Regions from separate parts of the Gossypium hirsutum genome. Here region 1 is linked to region 2. The links are chromatin contacts, called in public Hi-C maps. All regions are on one chromosome and are shown on one strand. The core of a region is the stretch at or near the end of the contact, and the rest is flanking DNA. Distances in the headings are between cores, read along the strand shown. Region 1 holds the start of LOC107919791 (ankyrin repeat protein SKIP35-like). Region 2 holds the start of LOC107920397 (serine/threonine-protein kinase ATG1c).

What was found. A called contact is a pair of places that touch in the nucleus more often than the background predicts.
Region 1: a Hi-C map of leaf shows a contact between it and region 2, with 4 times the contacts expected there. The contact joins the promoter of LOC107919791 here to the promoter of LOC107920397 in region 2. A contact is called at or near these places in 6 of 34 Hi-C or Micro-C datasets (callus, hypocotyl, leaf and 1 more).

Annotation. Positions count from the first base shown.
Region 1 is chrD13:25,535,516-25,538,223 of Gossypium_hirsutum_v2.1, forward strand. LOC107919791 (ankyrin repeat protein SKIP35-like) reads right to left here and starts at 1,270. Exons shown (of 3, transcript NM_001327162.1): 1 at 627-1,270. The coding sequence starts at 1,249.
Region 2 is chrD13:25,198,262-25,200,961 of Gossypium_hirsutum_v2.1, forward strand. It overlaps LOC107920397 (serine/threonine-protein kinase ATG1c), which reads left to right and starts at 1,304. Exons shown (of 13, transcript XM_016850104.2): 1 at 1,304-1,815. The coding sequence starts at 1,573. LOC107920551 reads left to right here. Exons shown (of 6, transcript XM_041108927.1): 6 at 45-337. The coding sequence ends at 47.

The DNA of each region.
Region 1 (2,708 bases), core at 20-2,519, 340 kb after region 2:
AAAAAGGTGTGAAGGTTCATTCAATCAGATTTACAGAAAAACAGAAAACAACTTCTACTTCAGTTCTCAGAAACTATCTAAGCCAGAAGCAGGGAGAAATGCACAATAGTTAGCATTCTCTTATATGATGAACATAAGTGCAGTGAGTCTAATGCAACAATAAATGTACAGTTACCTGATTGTTATGCGTGATCATACATAAAACTGACAAAGAGTAACATGCATATCAAACAGCATGCATGAAGCCATTGACAGACTTAATGTCTTACCAGTGAATATTCCAATATTTAAAATATAACACAAAATCATAACAGACATATCCAACAGATGTAAAGCCTTACAAAAACAATTTTATCTAATACATAAACATATAAATGATTACCAAGTAAAATTGAAGTTAGAAGTTGCAGATGGTTATATGTGATCCCTATTAGTGGAGTTTAGGATAACAATTTCTCGTTGCTAGAAACTAGAATCAAGATCTATATTTACCTATATAGAAATGCATGGTAACCTAAAATCAACAGGTTTTCCCCTCGTGACAACTGACAACATCAATGCTTTTGAAGATAATTTCAAAGAAGCTTTATTATCTATCTACTAGTCAAAAGAAACAGCTTGTTTACCTCTGGGCCATCACAGTTACAGTGTCAGCAAGACTCATCGTGCGACTCTGGCAAGCAGAGACACAAGAAGCAAGAAATGAAGTCCGGAGAGCGGCTCTAGTAAAGTCATAAGCACCATTGGCAATGATCTTCTTAATCAAATCAGTAATCCCATAAAGCTCCTGTTGGGTGCTCAAAAACCAGATAGCATCCAAGGTGACACACAACGCATCATTTAGAGTCTGTGGATCTGCCGACAAGATTAGACTCTCAGCAAGTTCCCAATCATGGGAACTCACGGCCCCTTGAAATAATTGGCCCAACTCAATCCTGCATTGTCGGCTGAGCTTCTTGTCGTGCCCAGATTTATCCTTCTGGCAGAACTCGGAGCCTTTCGCAGCTACTGTAGATTTGATTTTCTTCAGACTACAACTACAACTACCAGAAGTTGATGACTCTTTAATTACAAGGGGTGCCTCAGTCGAGAAAACCATATTGCTTGCCTCACCTTTTTCCAATCGAAAGCCTTGAATTTCACTGTTTGGTTGTCCAATTTCAGTTTCCTCAGTATCCATTCCAGTAAACCAAGGCTCCTCTAAGTGCATGTTTTCACTCCCCACAACAAATTCGCTCCCTTTTTCCATTAGTTACACTATTCGTTGAGCAAATTTTCAGCAACCAAAACCAAGTCACAAATGAAGTGAACACTTAAGTCTCAACCATCAAGAGGAAAGGATCCATCCTCAAAAGGCACCAAACTGTCAGAAAAAGTCGAAGAGAAAATGTGTCCTCAAAAACCTAGATGCATGTCTCTTGCAGCAAAATAAACCGAAATTTTGTATGCTTAACAATAATTTTCTAGTGCCAGTCACCTAATCCGAAGGCAAAAGCAAAGCCCAAATACCAGGAATATTCAATGATCAGACATCAATTCCCAGAAAAATAAAACAAAGGAAACGCATAAGACATAAAAGGGAGAGAATGGCCAAAGCAAAGCAAGAGAAACTCTTCTCAGAACGATCTAAAGGATTCAATAACAAAAGAAAGGAACTGAAAAATCATTAAAGGAGCAATATATACAGGGATGAGCAAATCTAGCGGAGATGGCCATTAAAAGCATGAAAGGGGTTCCATCCGTAGAAAACCCTAAAAGCCCTTGTTCGTCTCAAATTATTCCACTTCAATATGAGAGATCCAAGGGAAAAGGCCAAACGCAGAACAAAAAAAAAAACCCAATTTGATAAATATAATCCAATAATTCTTATCAGAGAAAGAGGAAGAATCACGGTGAAAAAAAATCAGATTGAAGCATTAAAGCATACAAAAGGATGAGTTTGGTCAGTAAAAAGTAGTAAAAGAAAAAAAAAACGATGAAAAATTAAGATAGGGAACCTGAGTAAGAGAATGGAGATTGAATGAGAGGAGGAGGAGAGAGAGACAAAAACCCTCTCCGCCGCTGTTGTATGGTATGGAGTTATTAGATACCAAAATGGAGAAATTAAGATAGGGGAAGATGAGTAATTAGAATGGAGATGGAATGAGAGAAGGAGAGACAGACAAAACCCCCCACCGCCGCTGTTATATGGTTTTCAGATTCTTAGATACCAATATCAAATTGCTGCCTCTGCTTTTCTTCCCATTTTCCCCTTTTCTTTTCAGCTACTACCACGTATGTATTAATATGAAGGCTATAAAGTCCACAAACTCCAAGCTTTTTAATAAAATTCCAATTTTCTCCTTCATTTACTCATGTACTTTTATACCTTTAGTAATTGCAATATTATGTGATATTTGGCGATATAAATTATAATTTTATAAATATAATTTAAATTTTAAAATATGGTAATTATTATAAAAATCATTAAAAAAATTATTTGAACAAATAATAAAAATTAAAATCAAATCACTATATAATAATTTTGTGTAATTTAATTATTTATTTAGTAAGAAAAAAATGTATAAGAATTTATCTCTCGTGAATAAAATTTTTAAATTATTTAAAGGAGATTAGTAAAAGAACATATAATTATATTTAAAAAAATAATATATATCTTAAAATTAAAATATTATTTTTATCATATAAAAATAACTTGTTAAACTTAA
Region 2 (2,700 bases), core at 54-2,553:
ACAATGTATATGTTTTGATTTTGCAATGGTTGTGTTTTGTTCAGTAATGCCTCGTAACTCTAATTTGGCGACGGATACGGGGTATTACAGGTTAGAAGATTTCTTGCTTACCATTAAAAATCATGGTTATGTTGATGATATTTTGGTAACTTTTTGTGTTTGTAATATTTGGATGGTATAATGACATGATAGGATGTCATTACAATGTTGTAACTTTTTGATTTTGTAAAATTTTATAACATATGGATTATGACATATAAACTAATGAAATCATGCAACTTTTTTTTAATATATGAATATTATGTTTGGATGTGAAATATAATTCTCAAGTTATTTATTACTTTTAATATTTTATTTTTTTATTGTAGAATAATTAAATTATTGTTTCACTAAAGATATTTTAGCACATTAAATATGTATTGCAGTTTAAAAATAATAAAGTAGATTATATATTATTTTTATAGTATTATATATTATGATTTTAGTAAATTCATATAATAATAATTATATTAAGAATTTTATTAAATTATATATTATTTTATTAAATTATATTTAATAATAATTATGTTAAAATATGGTTAAATTATTTATTATTTTTATTAAATTATTTTTAATATTAATCTTATTAAAATTTAATAACAATAACAATAATCATCTACTTAAAAAAAATTCTACTAAGGGTATTCTAGTCATTTTAGTTTTTTCTCCTTATGCTATTAACATTTTTTAATTCAACTAAACACAAAATACTATTAAAGTTCCATTCCATTTCATTCAACCAAACAATTAAATTACTGATTACATCTCTATTCAATTACAGCTCTATTCCATTATTCCATTACAGTGAACCAAACGTACCCTTATTGCATCCTAACTGAAAGTTGAATCATCTTTCCATTTTTATTATTGTTTTAATTTTATAATAAAAAATTATTTAAGAAACATTAAAATTTTTAGCTCCACATCTAATAAAAATTGATTAAAAGGATATTTATTAGTAAACTTGGAAAATGCAAATTAAAGTATTAAATAATTCATAAAAGGCGAAAAAGTCGCTTTTGTCTAACCAATGTCTGACGGACAGGTGTTAAAAGCTGATATCGGAGCTTTTCATCATCACCTACCACACTGATCCACCCAATTAAAAACCGCCAACGCACTAACATCCGTGGTTACACCGTATAAGTAACCGTATCTTAAAATATATACACCGTCTAATTCCGCTTTTAGCTTATGGTTTTCATAAAAAAACAAAATAATTATCGAATCACAAAACGTTAATCCTCAATTACGTTCGCTAATCCCAATTAATAATCTCAATAATTCAACCCATAACAAATAGAATGCAAAATTTTAGAGAACTCATTAAATCAAGTTCTCATCTCACCCTCCTTCCTCACTCTTCCTCAGATTATTTTTCTTTGCACGGTCAATCGGAAATCCAATTAATGTTCGGGTCGGATCTTCTGACGATCCAAATTCCAGTATTCTATACCATATTTTAAAGCTTCAAGCTCTGGAGTCGGATCCTTGGGCTTTTTTCTCTCTCTTTTTGTTCCAGGTTCGTCTGTAATGGCTCAAGCAACGGGGAGGGGAAGAGTGGTAGGGAACTATTTAGTGGGCCGGAAAATCGGGTCGGGTTCCTTTTCGATTGTTTGGCATGCGAGGCATCGAGTTCATGGAACCGAGGTGGCGATAAAGGAGATCGTAACGGGTCGACTCAATAAGAAGTTGCAAGATAGTTTGATGTCGGAAATCTTTATTTTGAAGAGAATCAATCATCCTAATATTATTCGACTGCATGATATTGTTGAGGTTCGTTTCTTCTTGGTCCCTTTTATTTAATTGTTTTCTTTTACTATTAGATTTTAGGGAGTTGTTTGGATGCCGATAAAGGAGAGGAAGAAGTGGCGGAAATGGAGCTATTTGAACATGAGTTGTTTACCTAAGGTAGGGACTGAAATTTGAGGCGCCATTTATTGAGGGAAAGTTCTTCTTTTAAGGAAAATGATGAAAGAACGGAGGATGTGGATTCTTTTTAACTGAAGATATTTTAGAATGCGATATTGAAAATGAGAAGAATCTACTTATTGAAAAGAGCTATCCGCGCATACTCGTATTTGATAGAAGCAGAGAATGAAAGAATTTACGAATAGTGAAATTTCAGTCAATCTATATATTGTATTTTTTTCTTTGCTAAGCAAAGTTTTTTATTAATAAGAAAACTCATTACAGAAAATGAGCAACATCATTTACAGGGGATTGAACACCTAAATTGCACATCACGCCTAATCTAACACAACAAAATCCTTCAAATCAACCCAATGGAATAAACCACCATAAGATTCATCATTTAAACAATAAAAACGTACAATCAATCACCTTATCTAGTCAAATTAACCAGCAATAAAACAAAGTTAAGCCTATAGCATCCATAATCTCCTTCCTATAGCAAAACATTTGAAAAATGATGCCGTTGGGAATTCAGCAACTAATACTAATGGAGAAGTCTCAAGGATCATGGGAAGCAATTTGGTAAATTTGCAGTGGTCAAGAAACTAAATGGTAAATCTAGTTTTCATGTATTATTTTGTGAAGCTTGCAGCTTATATGTATCTATATCTCTAAAATATTTGCATCCTGCTGGAGTGGTTATATGCTGTGCCCTTCATTCCATGGACTGGTTGGAGTGGAATAATG